2 separate regions of the Zea mays genome follow, and region 1 is linked to region 2. A link is a contact called in public Hi-C data. All regions are on one chromosome and are shown on one strand. Each heading gives the region's core, a stretch centred on a gene start, on an enhancer-like site or on the middle of the called end of the contact. The rest is flanking DNA. Distances are from core to core; before and after follow the strand shown. Region 1 holds the start of LOC103627396 (protein FAR1-RELATED SEQUENCE 6). Region 2 holds the start of LOC103627395 (BAG-associated GRAM protein 1).

Evidence for each region. Hi-C and Micro-C count contacts between places; a contact is called where the count stands out from the background.
Region 1: a Hi-C map of ear shows a contact between it and region 2, with 3 times the contacts expected there. The contact joins the promoter of LOC103627396 here to the promoter of LOC103627395 in region 2. A contact is called at or near these places in 8 of 25 Hi-C or Micro-C datasets (ear, endosperm, leaf and 3 more).

What each region holds. Positions count from the first base shown.
Region 1 is chr5:186,480,872-186,486,275 of Zm-B73-REFERENCE-NAM-5.0, forward strand. It overlaps LOC103627396 (protein FAR1-RELATED SEQUENCE 6), which reads left to right and starts at 1,603. Exons shown (of 8, transcript XM_008647684.3): 1 at 1,603-1,966; 2 at 2,078-2,331; 3 at 2,415-4,544; 4 at 4,646-4,759; 5 at 4,839-4,943; 6 at 5,125-5,181; 7 at 5,257-5,337. The coding sequence starts at 2,143. The coding sequence ends at 5,298.
Region 2 is chr5:186,302,616-186,308,484 of Zm-B73-REFERENCE-NAM-5.0, forward strand. LOC103627395 (BAG-associated GRAM protein 1) reads right to left here and starts at 4,514. Exons shown (of 17, transcript XM_008647683.3): 1 at 4,027-4,514; 2 at 3,785-3,882; 3 at 3,609-3,684; 4 at 2,533-2,661; 5 at 2,370-2,416; 6 at 2,174-2,294; 7 at 1,951-2,067; 8 at 1,590-1,619; 9 at 1,401-1,500; 10 at 1,041-1,147; 11 at 811-957; 12 at 628-732; 13 at 345-491; 14 at 203-256. The coding sequence starts at 4,320. It also overlaps a transcript of LOC100192987 not described here.

The DNA of each region.
Region 1 (5,404 bases), core at 353-2,852, 180 kb after region 2:
GCATGGCCGAGCCCATGTAGCCGATAAGGACTTTGGTATGGCACTTGTACTCGCTATTGACTTGTGACAGGAAGGGGATGCCAGGTTCCTGTATTTGCATCTTTGACTACGTAGAGAGCTGAGGCCAGAGCCGGAGGCTTGGTCACATGGCCCCAAGGGGATTCAGACCCATGACCCCCCATTCCCCCGTACAACCCAGGTCTAGCTAAAATTTAAAAACACATATGGTCCCAAGGGGATTCGAACCTATGACCCCTTAGGCAAATGCGAGCAGTAGCTACCGCTACACCACATGTGTGTTTATGTCTACATCTATGACATGAAAAACATCTATTACATCTCTCCCCAAGACCATCTGCTACCTTTGCACAATGCGTTGTAGTAGATAAGTATCATCGAAATTCTTGAATTATATTTTTGGATGGAGAGAGTAGTATTTAAAGAATAGCCTTGTATGCAATTTCTTTTGTTTGAATAATGTTTTTAACTTAAATTCCTTTTTTTGCATGTGTGGCATTTATTCTCCGTAATATATTTTCCATGGATCTGACTTGTGAGTTATTTTCATAAACCAACGCCAAAAATAAATCCATGTTTCTTACTTGGAAACCCCGGACAAACACCACTAGCAGGAGGCGCTCGCGTTTGTGTCGCTCATCGACGACGAGAAGAAGCTTGGTTACTTCCAGTTCGACCTCTGGAAGCAGTCCTACGTGGTCGCATGCGCCGCTGTGTACGACAAGCTCCGGCGCACTCGTCGCTTGGACGCGGTCCAAAGCGGCTGCACCACACTATCCATCGTCAAGCAGGGCGACCTCATGGTCGTCGCCAACGTCGACGACTCTAGGGTTATTCTGGGCACCGCATACGACGACGGCACCATCACGCAGTCCAGCTTATCGTTCACTTGAAGCCCAACCTGCCACATAAGTCGCTACTGACCGGCCATGAATTATTGTGCGCTGGGACGACGACCATTGCTGACGTTGTGCGAGTGTCCTCGAACATGATGTATGTAGAGGAGTAGCGCATCCGGTGGTGCAACGACTAGATGTACCACCTCGCTGATGAGCCCGGGGTGCATTTCGTCTGGCAGCTCAACCAAAAGTTATCTGTACTCGTTATGTCGCTGCGCGTTCGACGACTATTATATCAAGGACTGTGGCGTCATCTCGGCGCCGGAGGTGACACCGAGGAGGACCAACCGCAATTACCAGTTCGTCGTCATCGCCACCGTCAGGGTAGCTTTTGTGCCGGTCTGCCTTTAATTCTCTTTGCAAACACATACACTTGACTTTTTGTTTAAGTAAGCGTGTATGGTGGTGCGTGCCTGATGACTGACGATGTACGAGAAAACTTTTTCCGGCAGGTGTGGGACGTGCTCTCCAATAATGAGATCATGCAAATCGTGGCATATATCGAAGTCTATATGATACTGATGGTTGCAATGCAATGGTAAAACAACTAAATTAAAATAATAAAATTTATGTATAACCAAAACCACACATGGATTATAAAACCTTTTCTCGTAATAGTATAACATATATTTTATATATAAGTTATCATAATATTACAGTAAAACGTAGAAAACAAAAAAAAATTACGCAATGCAAGGGCGTAAAGGCATGCGAAGGCCATATCATCGCAATTTTGGTTCGAGGAGCGATGAAACACTGACATTTGGGGGCAGCTGTCAGCAATTTCTCCCTTTTCTTCCTCATTTACTTATCCCTCTCGCTTCCCGCATCCCACGCCGCCGTCCTCCGCACCGTCCACGCCGCCGTCCTCCGACCACCGCGACTCTGCCGCAGCCGCCCTCTGCACCGTCCTCGCCGCGCACCACCGCGACTCTGACCGTGGCCCGCAGTCCTGCCTCGCTGCCAGTACTGAGCCCGCAGGCGGCGCCCGCAGCCGAGCCGGAGGTCGCCAGCGCCGCCAGAAGACTTGCTTCGAGGGATTCCCTACGGTTGGTCTTATTCTGAGAGCCTTTTGTTTGCTAATTTGATTGCTGCATAGTTTGCCTGCTTATTGAATCCAGTTCAGTTTATGGTCTGAATCTGCTGGTCCTCTTCTTCAGGGCTCAAGGTCAATCAGGTGTGGTCGCAGTTTTCCATTTTTAGGGTTCAGCTAAACTGGCCCCCCATGTCCCATGGTGTGCCCGCCCCCATGTTAGAAGAGTTGGCGAGGGAGGCAACACTCGCCGATGTGTCTATTCTTGTAGATGGGAATGACGCAGAGCTACATGTACATGGCAATGGCGCAGAGGTACATGATAATGGCACAGAGTTACATGGCAATGGTGCAGTGCTGAAAAGAGTTGAAATGCCCCAGGTTAGAGAGGTGTATGTTAGTTTAAATGTTTATTTTTGGTACTGGCTGCCATGGAAACTTGTAATGCTTGCTTTCTTCACTAGGATTTGGGAGCGATTTCAGCCAAGGAGGTGCCGCTGCATGAGGGCAAGGAGGTGATACTTGTGGATGATAATGACAGCGGGCAGGAAGATGATGCAGAGGGTAAGGTGGATGAGAACACACCTCGTGTTGGGCTGAGATTCAAAACTTATGATGACGCTCTCAAGTACTATAAACAATATGCTGAGGATTCTGGGTTTTCAGCAATCATTCTGAAGTCGTCGTATTTAAAGTCAGGGGTGTGCCGAAGGTTGGTGATTGGATGTAGTCGAGCTGGGAGAGGGAGAGCAAATGCGTGCTATCTATCAAGAGAGTCGACCAAGATAAATTGTCCAGCAAGGATATCTTTGAAGTTAAGGCAAGATAGATGGCTTCATATTGATGATGCTAAGCTCGAGCACAACCATCCATACAACCAGTCCACTACATCACTTATTAATTGTTATAAAAAACTAACAGATGCCAAGAATGGGGTATCTGCCTCACGATTGAAGGGTCGCAGGAACATTCCAGCTGAAAAAGAGCAAGGGAACTTCACGGAGATAGGAAGGCTTAAATTTGGGGAAGGAGACGATGAATATATCCAGAAGTTTTTTGGGAATATGCAGAACAAGAATCCTTACTTCTTCTACTTAGTAGATTTGGATAATCAGGGACGTTTGAGGAACTTATTCTGGAGTGATGCTAGGTCACGGGCAGCGAATGATTACTTTGGTCATGATGTTGTTTACTTTGACACCTCATACTTGACAGAGAAATATGATTTGCCACTTGTTTTCTTCACTGGGATGAATAATCATGGTCAGCCTGTTCTGTTTGGTACTGCTTTACTGTCAGATCTAAGTGTTGATAGTTATGCTTGGTTACTTAGAGCATTTTTATCATGTATGAAGGGTCTCTGCCCAAAGGCAATCATCACTGAACATTACAATGCTATTATGGATGCTGTTCAAGAAGTTCTCCCTGAAGTTAGACATCGCCTTTGCCTGTATCGTATTATGAAAGATGTAGCAGAGAACTTGAAAGAACATGCAGAGTTTAAAACAATAAATAAAGCACTGAAGAAAGTAACATATGGATCTTTGAAGATACCAGAGTTTGAAATGGAGTGGAAGAAGATTATCGAAGAGCATGGACTTGGAGGAAATGAGTGCCTCAGTTCCCTTTATGAGCACCGCCAACTCTGGGCACCTGCATATCTGAGAGATAAATTCTGGGCAGGGATGTCTATTTCACAGCGAGGGGAGTCTATTTCCTCGTACTATGATGGGTTTGTGTACCCAAAAACTTCTTTGAAGCAATTTTTTAGTAAATATGAGATGATATTAGAGAACAAATACAAAAAGGAGTGGCAAGCAGATGAAGAATCTTCCCATAGGTCTCCATTGACTGTAACAAAATTTTACATGGAAGAGCAGCTGGCTAAAGCCTATACAATAAACATGTTCAGAAAATTTCAAGATGAGTTGAAAGCAACAATGTATTGCGATGGTATGCCAATTAAAGTTGATGGCCGACTTGTTACTTTTGAAGTGAAAGAATGCTCATACATGGAAGATGGAAAGGACACAGAGAGCAGGACCTATGAAGTTTACTTTTGTAAAGAAGAACCCAAAGTTGAAATTGAGTGTGAATGTGGTTTCGTTCAGTTCACTGGCATCCTGTGTAGACATGCATTGTCTGTGTTGAAGTTGCAGGAGATATTTGAGATCCCAAAAGATTATGTTCTCGATCGCTGGAGAAGGGACTATAAGAAATTATATTATAATGCAAAGAAACCTAATGAAATGCCTCTTAGTGACATTGTTGAACGCTCTGATTATTTGTTCACACAATGTAGTCAGCTGCTCAATCTAGGGTTTGTATCTGAGAGTAGGTACCTTGTTGCTCTGAAGTTACTGAGAGAAATGGAAAGATCTCTTCTGGATGATGGACTACCTGCTAGAGACAGGCAGCCAATGCTTCTTTCCTTTGAGGCTGATGCACCAGAAAATGGTCAAGGCCTTTTTAGTCCTCAGTTTTCAGAGGGCGTAAAGAATTCTCAGTCAGCCCATGCAAAGCGCCGTGGCCGGCCACTGAAGAAAGTGACAGAATCTACTGATGATACCGTAACACAGCCAAATAAAGAACAGGTCAGTCTTAGTTTCCTTTTTTTCTGAGAGTGTATTCATGAGCCTCAGACCCACACTTAAGTTTTTATAATATGAACACACCTTTTGTTCTTGTTGAGCAGGATTTCCTACGATCATCATTTGTCACAGAAAATACAAATATGATCCAAGGGCCATCTTCTGCCTCCCATCTTGAAGGTCCTCACATGGGAGTGCAAGGAGGCATTGATTTAATGGTACACAGTAATTTATTTTGTTTGTCACTGTTATTAATACTGTATATATTTTAAAAAATCGTGCTGCAAACTTACACAGGATGGAATACCAAATCTCTCATTTGGTAATCATTTTGGAATGGATATTAATCACCAACATCAAGTACCCAACCACCAAAGGATGCAGCAGAACAATTTCATACAGGTTTCTGTCACACGATTGTCCATGTCTTGATAATTTCGTGTAATTGTCCTTGTTTGCAACTATTTAGTTCGTATATATTCTTAACAACGGTCAATGGACTTATAATAACGCATTTTTCTGCCGGGGGGGACCCTATGCATCTTCGCCATATAGATTTTTTGACGCCTTGCTTACATTTTAGGTGCAGGCAGAACCACATGGGTTTGGGAATCAGTGGGTTTACCACCCAATGTTGCAGGTATTTCTAGTGAACCTTGGTTCTTTGACTTTGAAGTTTGTATCTGTCTGAAAATGACTCATGGCAATATTGCAGGATAATCCAGTGCTAAGAACTCCTGCACGAAGAGCAGGGTAGTGTGTATTCATTGCTCTAATTATTTCAGTTAAACTTTAGGTAAGGTGTCAGCTTATTCTTATCCATGTAGCTATGGGTCCTGTTTAATTTTTCCATCGTCCTCCAA
Region 2 (5,869 bases), core at 3,264-5,763:
TACATGTGCAATATTAACTGAAGAACGGCATAAAATGCAAAAGGGTGCTATTAAATATAAATTATTTCTGTGAACACATAAGTTACTGGATCTCATAGAACTACTAGTTTGCTGATAGATATCTTTCAAATACTCTAAGTATTCACTTTTGACTATTATTCTTTAAGAATATACTTATAGGCCTATAACAGATGCTAAATACCTCGAAGTAAGAACCAAAAGGAACATCATGTGCCTGGTGCTTTGTCTCATAGATCTGAAACCAGACAAATACTCATTCTTTTATCAACGAGAAAACTTCCCTAAGACATTTCATTGATATATCTGCTCTAAGTTATTGTTACCAAGTTCCTCTTATCCCTCGAGAAAGAAGCATGCTGCCATTCTGTCACTGCGGTGTCGGGAGGGCACAAAGGACTGTGGCATTGTGACCTGAAAGTCACTTCACGAACCTTGCCACCATACTCTTCTGAGGCACACCACCTGCTTAGCTGTAGTAAAAAAACATTATCTATTAAATGATGTTGATCATAACTGTTAGCATTCAAATTAGTAGCAGCTCCAAGAAATTAACATGAACAAACAGAGCATGCAGATAGTGCAACTGACAAATAGCCAAATAGACACCTTCAAATTTGTATCTTTTCTTGCGTCCCTATATTGCTGGAAAAACATTGAACTGTCACCTAATATTGTACTGAAAAACTTCTCAGGTGTACCAGGGAAGAACTTCTGCAAGATGAGTTATATCAGAATTAGGAAATGGGTTATGCATCAGAAGAATTGGAAAAAACAAAGTTGGATGCTCACACTGGTTATATCTGCAAGAACATGGTCATTGATGAAAGGTTGGAATTTTATAGCCTTTTCAATGTTTTTTTCTGGTGTCTTTGTGTTGTCCGTCTTACTGCTGAACACACTGTTATTTTCTATTTGTAGAAGTACATGTGCTCTCACCTGTTTTGGGGAGAGCGGGTATAAGCATCAAGTTAGTTTCTGCGAGAAGATAAGGAAAGATAAAGTTCAAATATGTACGGTACCTGTTTTTCAGCTTCCAAGGTTGCTTCATAACTTTGTAGTGCAGCCTCTAGAGCTCTAAATGTACGATTTCTACTCCAGAATGATGCGAAGGTATACCTGATCCTTCCTGAAAAATTATATGGTTGCTTAAGTTTAATGGTAAAATTCTCTTCATAGTTCTCCATCATGGTAGGTGAAAAAACATGGCACATATGTGATGGTGCTTTGTCTGAAGGAGTATTTATGCTTGAAAATAGTAAACTCAACCTCTCTGATTGAAGTTTTCAGAAATCTTGCAGACAAAACCCATAAGGCTACTTTTATAATTAGGTATGTGCTTGCATCTAACTTATTAAAAGGGCCAACCAAAATTGATTTACCATTTTGACTGCATGCACGAGGTGTTCCATGTCCACCTGCACCAGCATTAAGAAAAATAGTAATTGCTGGGTTGATAAGAGAATGCTGGCTTCTTTTTATCTGCAGGATAAATTCATTTGTATGTTAGCTCTCAACAAAAGAAACAGACACTATTTGTATGCCATAAAATGGCCATATGGATTGCATACCTCGTCTATGTCTTGCAATGGAATAATCACCTAAAAAGTGCAGGGCTTAGATACGGAACTCAATGGTATCATATAGGGATAGAATATGAAAAATTGGCCTGAAAGTTTTTGTCACTATTTTAATTCGATACTGCTAACCATTGATTGTGGCAGTGACCTTATTTGTGCCAGTTACCTGCTAGAAGAACAACTTAACTTTTACAGATTTTCTGAGGAATATGAAATGATATTATGGTGTGCCCTCATCATTTTGGGATTCGAAGAGGGCTGGAGAGAAGTCTAATGCACATTTCATCTTCAATTACTGTATATCAAACGGCTACATTAAGTTCCAGGAACCATTTTCAGAATATTTGCTTACATTCAATTGTTTGGAGAATACGTTAGAGTGGAAGCACAGATGCCATTGGGAGATGTACATACGGCCATGGAGCAAGAAACACCTGTCCAGAGCACAGGAGTAACTTTGGTGAACAATCTGCAAGGATAAGAGATAAATTAGATGTATCGATAAATTATAAGTTCTGGTCAGCATGCGATACTGCACGCCTACATATGGCATTATAATTTGTTGAGGAAAGTACTTCATCATGAGGAAGTTTATATATGATTTGCAGAGGGCCAATGCCTTCAATCATCGCTTGACGTTGCTTATTCAGTATCATCTTTCTCGGGGACTCAGCTCCATTGCATTCTTCAAAGGAGCTGGAAAACATGATTGAATTGGGATGATGTTTACATTCAGAAATGCTGGGGTTGTTTTTCCCAAAACAAGGTTACCTATCAGAATCTGGAAATGCTTTAGTTGAACGAAGACGCAGGCAGATCTGCAGCCAGATGTTTTTGGATTGTCAATACATGCTGAAATCCATTGAATTGTCAAGATGGACGCAAGTGGCATAAAATATTCAATCACAAATCTCCCATAAAATGCATGTTTTACCTGACCAAATTTGCTGTCCAGTTCGTACCAACTAGCCCCCGATTCGTTCTCAGTGAGAACAACTATAGTTACAGATCCAATAACTTTGCATTTGCACACAGTGTCCCAGTCATATATTGTTATGGTTACCTATGCAGAAAGCAACAATGCATGTCACACGTTTTATCATATCAAGTTTCTGGCATCAGAAATTCAGGGAAAAACCGTCTTCTTTCGATGTTCTGAACTTTTCATTCAGTGCCACTCTGGGGCTAGCGCACCATTGACCCAACCCTAACTTAAATTAGTATCCCAGCCGCTCTGAGGTGAAGAGGCTTCGGAGAAGCTATGCAGCAGAAAGCATAGCACACCCTGTACTCTCAAGTTTAATATGCTGCTTACCGATGGTGCTTTATACAACTTTCTGCAGGTTGGTATCCACAACTCAAATATTCAGTTCGATAGGTCTATGCTGTCATGTGGACCACTAGTCCTGAGTGGGGCTGGGGGTGGGATGTTGCCGTGGGAAAAAAATTGTCACATGATTATGACGCGGCAAAGCGCTTTTGTTTTTATTTTGTGTACTATTTTTTTAATCAAATTTCTCAGTGTCACTCAAGCAGCAAAAGGAAACGGTTTCGCTGTTCCTTGAACGAAGGTTCTAAAAAGCTGACAACTGTAGTTCTAGCGGTACTGCAGTGGCAAAGCAATAGTTTTGTATCAGAACAAGGCTGGCGTGCACAGGTACTGGGCCATCTGTAACGGAGCATTTGTCTAGAATAAACAAACTGTTGCTGTTCTCTCACGCTTCTGACAGACAAGCTAAGCAGTGTGGATGAATGCGTGGCTGGGTTAACTCGTGTTGAGGCATCCATCATTTTGCTGGGAACTGACACGTCCATAATCGAACTGAAAGTTCTAGCAGGCATGCTTTGAAGAGGGCTGGCTGCCTAGTCGCTTGGAATGCTGGTAGTAATAAATGGAACTGGAAAGATGGATACAGTGGCTTTCACTTTTTTTTCAGCTGTCTGCGCACTTCAAAATTCAAATGCAGTGAGGAACTGAGTAGTGAGGAGGCTGCTGGTTTTGTTGCTTACCTCTACCGGGAGTTGTTCGACCAGGAAATTGAAGTCCTCCCCCCACAGAGGGTTTCTCTGGCTGGGCACCATGGAACTGCATAGACAGTGTGAGCAGCCTCACTTCGCTGATCATAATCATTCACGAGCTCCGATTCCGAAGAATCAGCTGTGGAGGGAGGCAAGTAACAAAGCACCTGAAGCGCTTCTGGTCGGCGCAGGAGATGACGGCGAAAGGATCGGAGCTGCCGTCCAAGTTGGCGCCGATCAGGTACTTGGCCGAGAGCAGCTCCAGCTGGAAGCACCGCAGATCACACACACATACGAAGAAGGCTCAAGGCGTAAAAAAAACAGAAGAGAGGCATGCAGGTGCAATCCATCAGAGTTGCCAAATGCCATATGGGGATGGGAAAACATGCATGCATGTGGCAGTGGTTACCTTGACGACGTAGCCGCCGCCGCCCTGAGCGCAAGTGATATCATCAGAAGCCGCCTCGCCCCTCGCGCGGGTCCGGCGGCGGCCCGCGACTCGGTGGTAGGCTGCGGTTGCAGATGAACGCGCGGACGAGGCTGGCCTGTTGCCGCCGGTGGCCGTGGACTTGGCGTGCTGGTCCGTTGTCAGGAGGAAGAGGATGAGCGCGGCGATGAGCAGCGCCGTGGCGGAGAAGGCGACCTTGGCCTCCCAGAGCGACGGCAGGAGGAGGCCCAGCGCCCACGGCAAGCACGGGCCCATGCCGGGAGGATGGATCCGGCTGCAGAGTGCAACGGAAAACGTGCTGCGAGGCGACGATTTCCAATCGTTCGTCTGCTCGATCAAAATTCGAAGGTGCGTGTACGATTATGGGAGGTGGGATGCGGAGCTGCAGAGGGAATGGGAAGGGAAGGCGACTGGCGGAAGGCCTGCCACGGCCAGTGCGCTGGAGCATTTAAAAGTGAGCGGAGCGCGCGCGGGGTCGTCGGTGAGAACTACTAGCGGTAGCGGCTGGCGGCGTGCAGCCGAAAGATGCAATGATTAGCAGGTAGGTGCGTGCGGCACTGCGGCTGGACCTAGAGGCAATGGCCGAGGACGACGGTGCTCCACGCGTGCACCCCTAACGCCATTTTTAAGGGATCAAAGATCGAACTAGTAAATTGCTCGTAAGAGGAACTCCAAGAGCTTCCTAAGAAATTGTTCACCAAAACACCATATTAGGGGGTTGCTGAAAAAATATCCTAAAAAACAAAACTCATGTTAGAATACTAATAACCGGCCCCTTAAACTTTTAAAAGAGGCCACGTCATCATAGAATGGCACATATGTATAGATGACCAATAAACACGAGGCCCGTGAGCACAACACGAAGCCCGCTGTTTGGGCTCGATCTGAGCCCGGCACGGCCCGGTTCTATCACTACCGGAATCGAGCGCTTTGCCGAGTGCCTGAAGGCTGAAAAACACTCGACAAAGAGATCCCGGGGGAACAGTACATCGGTAACGACTTCTTTGCCGAGTACTTTTCATCAGGCACTCGGCAAATAAAAGTCGCTGTCACGGCGCCTGGTAACGGAGATGACGTCTTTGCAGAGTGTTCTAGTTGACACTCGGCAAAGAAATTACCTCTTTGCCGAGTGTCTACCAGCCTACACTCGGCAAAGGGTCTACCAGCGGGGCCCTTTGTCAGTTTCTTTACTGAGTGTTCTTGGAGGCACTCGGCAAAGCTTGCCTATTTTACCGATTGTCAGGGCCAGCCACAACACTTGGCAAAGAAGCTTTACCGGTGCCCAGGTGTTGCCTTTTCTATCGAGTGCTATGTCCATGACACTTGGCAAAACACCTTTTTGCCGAGTGTTACACTCGGCAAAGTGACTAGTATACACCTTTTTAATTTGTTTTTGCTATTCCATCCAAACAAACAAAAGATATCACATATACATCACAGATATCACATAATCATCACAGATATAACATATATATCACATATCTCATAAACACCATAAATCAAACAAGTTCACAGCATTACCAACATGTTCGGACACAAACATAAGTATCCAACACTCAAGAACATAAGTCTCAAGTATCTCACAAAGCAGACCGGGTCTGACACGAATAAGCGGGCGGGGCCCGGACATGAAACTAAGCACGGTGGGTTGGCCCGGCACGGCCCGTTTACCTCTAAGCCCGTTTTTTTGCACAAAATTGTGCTTACCGGCCCGCTAAACCCGTTTTTCGACCCGCTTTTTCTGTACTTACCGAGCTGGCCCGACCCGTTTAGGCCCGCTGTGGGCCGCGCTCGGACAGGAAAA